Regions from separate parts of the Mus musculus genome. Here region 1 is linked to region 2. A link is a contact called in public promoter capture Hi-C data. All regions are on one chromosome and are shown on one strand. The core of a region is the stretch at or near the end of the contact, and the rest is flanking DNA. Distances in the headings are between cores, read along the strand shown.

Region 1 (5,712 bases), core at 2,543-5,042, 3.8 Mb before region 2:
GTCAGCCTTGGTCGCCAGTGAGAGACGGGTTCATCCAGGGCGTTTGATGGCTTCTTCTCGGCTTCTATCTGTTGCTATAGGATAGAAATTGAGGCTATACTACCTGAGACCAACCTGTAGCAACAGAGTGGTCTTGGCCTCCATCTGAGAAGCCACTGGCTCCCTATACTGGCAAAATCCTACTTGGCTGTTCTAGCAACCTTGGGCTATCAGTCTCAGAGCACATTCTCCTTCCTCCTACCTGGTTCTATGAGACCATGAGGAGGCAGTACTGAAGGGTCAGCGACTGGGGCTCTAACAGGTGGCCTGCATTCCTGTCGGCTGGGGAAAGACTACCAAGAGTCAATACTAAAGCAGGTGTAAGTGAATACGGTGCAGTCTTGGAAGGAGATGCACAGGATCAGGATCTGTTGTAGATAAAACGAGACCCAGGGAGAAAACTCTGGGCAAATCAAACCCGGACGATGCGGCTAGGAAGCAGCACTACCCTATTCCCTCCTGAACAACAGCTCTCACACAGCAACAACGGCCACAGCCCACATGTAATGGTTCCTGAAGCTCCATATCCATCACAAACAAGATACCAGCCTTCTCCTAACACTACCATCACGAAGCCCTCTCCATATGCACCCAAGAAGACAGTGGAACACCACAAATAGGAAGAGGATTTTAAAATATGCTTCCACCCCTAGACTGTGGCTGCTTCCTGCAAAGCTGCCATCATTCTTATCTTGTGACTTGTCTTAGCTTCTACTCAATATGGACCCAGACAGTGAAGATCTGTTTTCTGCCATGGGTCCATGAATGATTCCCTTGCTTCCAACAGTCTTGGTCTATAGCTAAGACTGGTCTGGAACCTATGGCAACCTTCCTGTCTCTGTCTCAAGCACTAGGGTATCAGAAATGAGCCATCTTGCTTGACTGAACAACCACTTTTGTGAGTAAAATTTCCTTTGCATATAGTTTTCTACAGGTGAACAAAATATAAATAGTACCTATACCCTCCTTATAATTTTGAATTACAAGCATAAATGCCCAGGCATGCAGTCCTACACTGTGTGTGTGTACATGCATATGCCTGTGTATACATGACGACTCTCACCTGAAAGTACAGGTGAACGCTGAAGAATAACTGCCCTTCCAAGAAGGCATATACACTCACCCAAAGATGCAGAAGGCCTTGAGCGAGATAGGGAGTCTGCCTAGAGTGCTATGAATCTCCACTCATCACTAACCTCATGTACTGTATCTACAAATCCATGGGATACAATTCAAATGAAAGATAATTAATTCAAATTCCTTTAAGCTGACATTAGAAGACATGCACATAAACTCTGAACAAGAGACAGAAGCCCGCTACAGTGACCTGTTACGACTCTTACCTGTGTAGCAGACTCCCCAGTGAGCAAGTTAATTTCTTCTGGTTTGGGGATCATGTAGGTAGTCAGAGTACTGACCACATGTACCTGTTTCCCATCTTGCCAGGGTAGAATCCCAGCATGATGTAGGAAAATATATGCATACAGCGTCCCATTGTTTCTTGTTTTCTTTGGTACAGAAACATTAACTGTCCTAAAACAGAAGAGTCATTTTAAACATGCATATGTTTAGGTTCCATGCTTAGTACATAGCCCAGACAGTCCTCAAACTCAAGTTCTTCCTGCCCCAGCTTCCCAAGGAGCTGGGATTAAAGGTGTGCACCACCATCCTGTTTTACATAGTTTATACACATGTCAGCTAATCATCACTTTAGATTTACACAATCTAATTTTAGTTCAGAACTGCTAAAAATGAAACCCACCTGCCTTGTGACTTTACTGACGTCAGAACACTACTGTGTCCTAAGCACTATGAAAGTTACAACACTCCCCACCTCTGTTAGAGCCTCAGACTACAATTTGCTTTAAAAGGCATGGTGGGAACTGCTACAGAAGCACACAGGGTGTAGACTCCTCTAAAGCTTCTAAAAAGAGTTGTTTCCACTGGGGAACTAAGAGGGCTCTGAATACACAGGTGCTGTCTCTACGGACTATTCTGCTGTGGTGTTTCTGGCGGGTACAAACAGACGTGGAGCTCAGGACCAGGACCACTCATGCTTCTTCAACTTCTTCCAGGCTCTAAAATGAATGTTTCACTATCTATCCTGGCACAGGGTGATGAATAGGAGGCGGGATTTGCCCCTATAAAACTAGTGAATGGCACCAGGACGTCCAACCTCCATTTCAAGAGGATGGGCATGGGTAGTTAATAACTACCCTAGGGCCACAGGCTAATAGGCATGGACAGTGATGCACTGGGTGGGAGCTAAAGACTGGTTGGCTAGTGAGCTTGATACCTGTTGGGCAGTACAGGATCTTGATTGGATGAGCAATTTTACAAATTTTATTTGAACTTTTGCACGTTAAAATCATATGTCAAATGCTAAGCCATGTTAATTCCCAAAAGTTACTGTATATAGCTGAGCATTGAGATTTATATTCTAATGCCAAAGGTCACTTACTTGTAAGTAACAAGTGAACTAACTACTCTTACTAGGTAGGCCAATGTATCATTCCTTGGGAGACTACATGGGCTGTAGTAAACCACGCTGCCCTTAGATTGCAGTAAAAGCTACTTGCTAAGTGACAAACACCTGTTACTTTCAGCTTGACTGTTTACACAGACCCTAGACAGGAGTGCTTCTATAGGATGTCCTCACTCTACATACAATGCTATCCATGACATCCTGGAACCCATCTCTGGCAATCTGTCCCACATCCACACCTTTCAAATTTGGAATCCACATCAAAGTCTTCCACGTTCAAGATCAGGTCCACATTGTTCTCTGCACCAAGGCTGGACCGTGTGGTGGTGTAAACACTCAGCTGGAAAGAGTGAGCAAGAATGAATAGCCAAAAGGTCCTGATAGAAAACATGTAACTATTGTGAGAGGGTAGCAATCTGAGGGCTACCTCTCAGAGGGTGAGCTTGGGCAAGATGGCCTGTGTGACACTGCTGTGAACAAGGAACCTAACTGTAGAGCTGACCTGTCCGGAATTCCCACTAGAAGCAGGAAGTGACACAGGTGATAAGAGGGCAGAGCTAGCAGCCTGACTCCCATATGGCTGGAGATCTCCTGTTAACTTCCACTGGGGTCCCGTTAGGAAACACGTGTAGGGCAACTGGATCTCAGTTATAATCGGGGTAGGGCAGAGCACCAAGGGGTAACAAGAGAGCAGCAGAGAACAGAGAAGTCTCAACTCCAGCTCTCACTGCCACCTAACCAGAACATTGGACAGTGACATCAGTGATAAGGGGCAAAACTGGTAGCCCGAAACCCTCTGACCAGTGCCAGTAGGGGGTGGGTGGTAGCACCCGGCCGGGAGGCGCCTTCTTAGGGCTCCCGGACGCTCACCTGCAGTTTGGGCCGCAGGGCCAGATAGGGCTGGATGCAGTTGGAGTCACCCGAGCACGGACGGGTATAGACGATACCGTACATGACCCAGCAGGTATGCACCACGTACACCAGGAACACGCCCACCACCAAGCTGGTAAAAGAGCTGCGGCCGCTCCACATGGCGCCGCAACCTGCGGGCCGAGCGCCGCCGCCGCCCGCCGCTCACGGGAGAGCCGCTGCGCGCCACCGCCACCGCCGCGGGGAAACCAACGCGCCTCGCGCGGGCCGCCGGCCGCCCCGCATGCTCCCGATAACCCACACCCGGCGCTGGGGGATTGGCCGGATTTGCCGGCCACCGCTTCCGGGAACCGAGCAGCTGGCGGAAGTGGACGCGCACGGCCCTCTGGGAGCCAGACGCTCCGCCACGCACTCGCAACCTCACGACGACCGCACGACCGGCGCGCGCGCGTGACGTCAGCCTCTTGCGCCGTACTCCCGGCATGCCTGTGGGAGCCCAGGTCCGCCACCAACCTTGGCGGCACCCGGTTCTTGGAAATTTTTTCTTTGCGTTGCTCTTCTTAAGGCCCTGTGCAGCCTTACGGCGGCGCCCCAGGATGATGGCGGGGACGACCCTGATCCTGGCTCTTCAAAGTCTAGGGGAGCGTCCAAAAGTTAAGAAAACACGGAGGAGACTCAGGAAACTCAAATACCGATTTCTCGGGTGTGAGGTTACTGTGTTGATAACATGCAGTTCAAGATGGCCAGAAAAGGTCAAAAAGAGTTTTTACAGGTCACTTGCCCCTTTTGTCAGAAGAATAAGTTCCTTTGCGGTAATATAAATCTTAATCCTGGCTAACATGCAAAGGTAGGTTATATCTCAAGAAGATCTTTTTCCCGGACTTCCCATTACTCATTCAGATAAAACCATCTGGGTTCTTAAATTTATTTATTCACTTTACATCCCGATGTCAGCCCCTACTCTCCTCTTATCCTCTCCCCTGTCCCCTCTCCCCTTCTCATCTCAGAAGGGGGTAGGCCACTCAGATAAACCATCGGAGTCCATTAATTGTTCACTTTACGTCCTGATGCCAGCCCCTACTCTCTTCCCTACTCCCTCTCCCCTTCTCTGAGAAGGGGAGGCTCCACTGGGTACCAACCCACCCCTGGCACATCAAGTCACTGCAGGACTGGCCACATTCTCTCCCACTGAGGCCAGACAAGGCAGCCTAGTTAGGGGAACGGGATCCACAGGTAGGCAACACTGGGACAGACCCGGGTCCATTTGTTGGGGAACTTGAATGAAGACCAAGCTGCACATCTGCTATATATGTGTTGGGGTGGGGTGTAGGTCCAGTCCATGTATGCTCTTTGGTTGGTGGTTTAGTCTTTGGGAGACCCCCAAGGGCCCAGGTTAGTTGACTCTGTTGGTCTTGTGGACTCCTGTCCCCCCCAGATCTCAATTCTTGCTCCAACTTTTCTATAAGACTCCCCAAGCTCTGTCTAATGTTTAGCTGTGGGTCTCTGTATCTGTTTCAGTCAGCTGCTGGGTAGAGCCTCTTAAGAGGACAGTTATGCTAGGCTCCTCTCTGCAAGAATAACAGAGTATCAGGTTCTTCTGGCCTTCATTTTAATCTTCTTAAATATTTCTTGGTTTAGGGTATACACAGTTTCTAGAGTGAAGTGGCCAGTGCTGTGACAGCCCAGGACGATGGCCTGCAGAGATCAAGCAAAAAATGATATTTCCTGTTTTCAGAAGCTTGTTGGCTGTTGGTGCTTTTCATTAGTGACCAGCTCCTTACTCTATGGTGGCCTCAGAAACTTAAGTTTTGGAGCTCATTGTTCTCAAAACGGCATTCTCATGTTTCTCACACGTGTAATCAGAAGTGTGATTGGGCATTTTCTAAAAATGGTGCTTTTAAATAGAAGGTTTCAGAAATGGAGCACCTATTTCAGCATGAGGGTATCTTAGGGTTTCTATTGCTTCGATGAACACCATAACTGAAAGAAATTTGGAGAGGAAAGGGTTTATTATGCTTATGTATCCACATCACTAAAGGATATCAAGGAAGGTTCTGAAGCAGAAGCCATGGAGGAATGCTGCTTACTAGTTTACTCCCATGGCTTGCTCAGCTTGTTTTTCTATAGCACCCAGGATCAACAGCCCACGGGTGGCACTGCCACATTAGTCATCAATCAAGAAGATGTACCACAGACCAATCTGGTGGGGACATTTTCTCAGTTGAGGTTCCCTCTTCCCAAAAGACTTTCAACTTGTGTCAGACTGACACTAAACCTCCTAGCACAGAGCTTGGGAGGAATCACGGGGACACTGGCTT
Region 2 (5,696 bases), core at 1,608-4,107:
TATTTCTGTAATAATGTAATGAAAGCAGCATCTGATTACTTTTAAGTAAGTGCAATCCAAGCAACAACAGAGCACGAAAAGCTTATCATTCATGTGTGTTAAGTTAACGGGTGGCTCCTCAACACAAGGGAGGCTGTGGTGTTTAAGGCTCAAAAGTTGACTGTGACCTCTGTGGCTGCACAGAGCAAAACACTGGGCTGAATTGCTAAGAGCTTACATTACCCTGGCTCTGGAAAGTCCACGTGCTCTCCAAGTGTGCAAGAGCAAGGTTGTGGGAACATGGAAATTTCTCCCATGATACGATCAAGGCCTGTTTGGGAACAAGCTAAAGGCACCAGCTCCTTGGATTTTGCAGAACACTTTCCTCTGAGCTTCTGCTGTGACAGACTCTGGTAGAAAGATGCCTCCCCACAGCCACCTGGACTGAGATCTTCCTCCAACACAAGACGGACCACCTTCCAGGCTCAGCTTACCACGGGAAGCTTCTCAAAGATCAGACTACAATATTTTTCCACGTTTGTGTGTGTCTATATCTATATTTATATCTATAGATAGATAGATAGATAGATAGATAGATAGATAGATAGATAGATAGATAGATAGGCAGGCAGACAGACAGACAGACAATACACTTCACACACACCTCTTGTTGCTTTTCAAGACGGTTTCTCTGTCTAGCCTGGGCTGTCCTGGAACTCTCTATAGGCCAAACTTATCTCCAAGTCAGAGATCCATCTGCCTCTGCCTCCCAAGTGCTGAGATCAAAGGCTTATGCCATCACACCCAGGTATAGCTCTTAAGAATTATGAGGTTTTCCTGTGGCCTGAAGGCCTTTCTCCACTGAACTCGGAAGCATGTTTTTATATTTTCATGTGACACTATTCTCAACAACACAACACTGGAGAGAGAGTTATCCTTTTTTAACCCCATTAGCCTACTACAACCCTAGAAGACTGGTGGTCCTGCCTGTGGCACCTGGGCCTCGCCTCCCTCCCTCTCACTGGCACTCACAGCTAACCAAGAATCAGAGAGACCCAGTGATACTTACTCAAAAACTTCCAGAGGCACCGTGATATCGTGCAGCTGCTGTCTGCATTTATCTATGTCCTGTAAGCCCGTAACAATAAAGTTTCTGGGAAAAAGGCAGAGTGGGGTACGTGGTTAGTTCAGAGGACAGCACAGCACACCCCTACACGGCACTGGCCACTGTGCTTCAATTCCTGAGGGTTAAAACGGCCAAGGTCAAGGACACCGGGGCAGATAACTGAGGTGGCAGCTGGGTATGAGATAGCCACGGGAACTGGATAAGAGAACAAGGCCAGTCACAGCAGGCTCTGGTCTAGGCAATGCGCCAGCTTGTTCCCATCCCACAAAGCCCTCCTTGAGGGGCAAGACCACAACTCTATACCTTAGTAAACATCCCAAGTGAGACACAATCCTGTACCCAGCTTTAAGAGACTGAACTGTGGGTAGAGATGGTTTCTTGGGCAGTCTCTCATTCCAGAAAAGGGTCTCCCCTGGGTGGGAACACAGAGAGGCGGCTTCCAGGTCCAGACACTAGAGGCAGGACTGGCCGTGTCTCAGCTAGGGCTATGCTGGCTTCCTTCTCCCAGATGAACCTGACTACCTGTCTGCTCTGCCTGTACCTTCATGTTACCTTCCTAACCCAGGAGCACCAGCACCAAGGCAGCTCAGTGGCTGGGATCAGAGGGAAGTCGGGAGACTGGCGCTAGCTACCTTAACAGGCTTCTTCCTCCCTAATGCTGCACACACCTGAACCCTTAATTGCCACGGGATTCTGGGGACACCTTTGGACTTACAAAATATGTTCAGATGCTTAATTTTTCCCTTCTAAACTCAGAAAGGAGGTGAAGAGAGAGCAGAGCTTTCTGGAGTGCATGTCACTGAATGGAGTTTCAGGGTAGACAGCGTGGAGAAGTGGGCTCCAGTTTAAGTGCAGTACCCACAGTCAGCAAGGAAAAAGCCCATCCCTAGTGGGTTGAACCTCGGCTCCCTCCAGAACCACTCCAGATCCCTGGAAAGTGTCCCATATATAAGCGGTGAGGCCTTCTCCTGAACACTGTGTTGTTTCCCTGTAGGCCATTCCAAGGCCTACACAAGATACTGTCAAGAAATCAACCCTCTGTGGTGGCCTTCTTCCACAGCGAGGCCTATGCAGCAGGTGGCTCAGGGCCCCCCTGAGGTGTGAAGTCAACCTCCCCAGTGCGGTGGGGTGGGGTGGAGTGTCCGTGGTGCCTACCTCCCCTTACGGCATCAGGGTAGTCCCAGACTGTCCTGTAGGGTCAGAGTGGTGCCAGCCTCCCCTGTGGGGTCAGGAGGGATCCTCCTCCCCTATGGGGTCAGGGTGGAACCGGCCTTCCACGTCCGGCCAGGATGGACCTAGAGCTACCTCTATCCCAGCGGGGTCATGACTGAGCCTCCTCTCCTGTGCGGTCAGATCCTCCTTCCCAGTGGAGTCAGGGTGGAACCGGCCTCCAGTGGGGTCAGGATGGAGCCCGTCCGCCCCGGTCAGGACGGAACTCGCCTCCCCTGTGAGGTCCGGTCAGGATAGAACCGGCCTCCCCTCGGGGACCCGGGATGAACGTTAGAGCCCCAGTGGGGTCCCCAAGGCCGGCGGGCAGGGGCTTCGCACAGACGCGCCGAGCCCTGCCGGGCCGTCACTCACAGCTTCTGGCTCAGCCCCGCCTGGCTGCTGGGCTGGAAGTCGCTGACGATGATGCCGAGCTGCCGAATGTTCTCCACGAACTTCTCCAGGTGCTCCTCCAGATGGTCAAACTTCTCCGCCATCGCCGGCTCCGCCCGCCTCTTAGCCTCAGCTCCGAGCGACTCCGGGTCCACAGTGCTCGCCCGCTTCCGGCTTCCGGAAGCCCACATCCGTTTCCTCGGGGGCGGGGCCTCCTGGGGGCGGGGCCCGGGCGCTATGGGCGGGGCAAGAGACGGGGTAAGCCTTTGAAGGGAAAACCCGCTTGGAAGCTTCTGAACTGTGTGTGTGGGAAATGTTAACCTGGAAAACACAGCAAAGGCATGTGTAAAGGGGCAAAAATGAAAACTCTTAGCTGGTACCTAGCTTTTCTCAGTAAAGAAAAAACAAGTCTCATCAGGGAAGTAAAGAAAGCTAGATTGAAGGACAAGAATTTAGATACAGTGGACCTTGTATGTTCATAATCTGGAAAGCTTGCGAGATGTAAGCAATTTTCTTTAAAAGATAATTATCTGGGCCCAGTGAAATGGTTCAGTGGGTGAAGACGCTTGCTGCTAACCCCGACAACCTGAGTTTGGTCTCCAGAATCCTACATGGCAGGAGGAGAGAACAGAATTCTATAAGCTGCCCTCTGACCTCCAGACAGGTACTGTGTCACAGGTATGCCCACACACGGCATACACAGACACACAATACATAATAAGAAAATGTATTTAAGTGGGAAAGTCAAAATAGAGCCATGCTTTTTAAAACTGGCCAGGAGACAACAATCACTTTCAAAAAGAAAAGAAAGAAGGAAAGAGAGAAGGAAAAAAGGGAGGGAGGGAGGGAGGGAGGAAGGAAAGAAGGAAATACCTAAGCCCTAGGTACTTTTCAACTCACTTTTTAAATTAATCAAACATTAAAGAACAAATTATTTCAAACTTCTGCAGACACTTTTAAGTGCTAGAAAAGGAACATTTCACAATTCAATTAAAAGGGGTGGTGAATTTGATATGAAAACCAGTCCTGAAGGACAAAAAGAAGAAATATAAGTAAGTCTTTCAACCTTCATGAAAGGAGAGACAAGGGGACAAGTGAGAGAGACAAATAGGGAGAATGGGGATGCCAAGGGATGTATACAGGTTCTCTGTGTTAGACTAACAGAACTTAGAGAGAGAGAGAGAGAGAGAGAGAGAGAGAGAGAGAGCGCACACGTAATATGAATTTATTAGAATAACTTATAGGCTGCCGTCCAGCTATTCCAATGGTGGATGGCAGTGAACAGAGAGTCCAAGAATCCAGTAGTTGCTCAGTTCAGTCCGTGACACTGGATGTCTCAGCTGGTCTTTGCTGGTCTTCAGTATACACTGGAATCCCAAAGAATCAGACTTTAATGTCAGTGAAGGAATGGATGTGCTAGCAAGGCAAGGGCAAGCAGGCAAAGAACAAAAGCTTCCTTCTTCCATGTCCTTATATAGGCTTCCAGCAGAAGGTGTGGCCCAGATTAAAGTTGCACCTCCCCACCTCACTATCCAGATCAAAGGTGTATGTCTTTTTATCTTAAAGGTTCAGAGCAGAAATGGATCCACCCACTTCAAACCAAGCAAAAACGTCCCTAACAGACACACCCTCTATTTCTGGATTCCTGTTCATTCCATATGTAGTCAAGTTGACCACCAAGACTAGCCATCCCAGCTCTCCAAATGCCCAGAACTGATATGTTGAATGCATGTATATTTAGTTTTATATATGTGGTGTTAGAGTGTCTGACAGGGTGTGTCAGGGGTGATATAGCAATGGCTGATTCATGGTGGAAAAACTGAGAATCCAGTTGCTGTTCATTCCGCGGAGCTGCATGTTTCTGCGCCCCCAATCTGTTGCTGGACTCCTGGGAGATTCCTGGAGAGCTATCAGGGTATGGTCTTCATTGGGATCTGAAGGTCATTGGATTTAGTATGGGCTCCGGCAACAGGAGAGATGAACTTGCCAGAGAGAGTGAAGGCAAGCAGGCAAAATTTTTCTTCCATGTCTTATAAGCTGTTAGTAGGTGTGACCCAGTGTATTAGTTAGAGTTCTCTAGAGTCACAGAACTTATGGATAGTCTCTATATAGTAAAGGAATTTATTGATGAGTTACAGTCTGCAGTCCAACTCCCAACAATGGTCAGTAGCAGCTGTGAATGGAAGTCCAAGGATCTAGCAGTTACTCAGTCCCACGCGGCAAGCACGCAAGGGAGCAAGAGTGAGACTCCCTTCTTCCAATGTCCTTATATTGTCTCCAGCAGAAGATGTAGCCCAGATTAAAGGTGTGTTCCACCACACCTTTAATCCCAGATGACCTTGAACTCGGAGATTTAATCTTCTGGAATCCATAGCCACTATGCCTCAAGATCTCCATACCAAGATCCAGATCAGAAACTTCTATCTCCCAGCCTTCGGATAAGGGTCACTGGTGAGCCTTCCAATTCTGGATTGTAGTTCATTCCAAATATAGTCAAGTTGACAACCAGGAATAGCCACTACACCCAGATTTAGGGTGCTTTCAAAATCTGATTAGTATCTCTGGGTATGGTAACATACACCCATGATCCCAGTGTGTGGGAGGCAGAGGAAGTCAGATCTCTGTGAGTTTGAGACCAAGCAAGATCATGGAGAGTTTCAGAACATCCAGGACTACACAGTGAAACCTTATCTCACAAAGGAAGAGAGAGGGTAAGACAGATAATCTCTAAGTGGGTGCCCAGCATCTTCGGTTTTAGTTTACTTCAAAGGCAGTCCAATTGACAACCAAGATTAGCCATCCCAAGTTCAGTCCTTGTCAACTTCACACATAATATCAACTCCTTATGTCATGCTTAATTTACAAAGGAAAACAATAACAAGGTCATAATTCCACCTGACATGTTGTAACTAGCCTAAGAACAGCTGCAAACACATATGTTTTATAACGTGGTACACTGTCCCTTGAAGCATGATGACTCAACTTACATGTG

Evidence for each region. Promoter capture Hi-C pulls out the DNA fragments that hold promoters and counts their contacts.
Region 1: a contact with region 2 is called in a promoter capture Hi-C map of pre-B cells, with 5 times the contacts expected there. The contact joins the promoter of Clptm1l here to the promoter of Med10 in region 2. A contact is called at or near these places in 2 of 39 promoter capture datasets (cranial neural crest and pre-B cells).

The regions. Positions count from the first base shown.
Region 1 is chr13:73,602,082-73,607,793 of GRCm38.p6, reverse strand. Clptm1l (CLPTM1-like) reads right to left here and starts at 3,792. Exons shown (of 17, transcript NM_146047.2): 1 at 3,395-3,792; 2 at 2,764-2,864; 3 at 1,383-1,572; 4 at 1-74. The coding sequence starts at 3,556.
Region 2 is chr13:69,807,043-69,812,738 of GRCm38.p6, reverse strand. It overlaps Med10 (mediator complex subunit 10), which reads right to left and starts at 2,857. Exons shown (of 4, transcript NM_138596.2): 1 at 2,687-2,857; 2 at 1,049-1,132. The coding sequence starts at 2,808.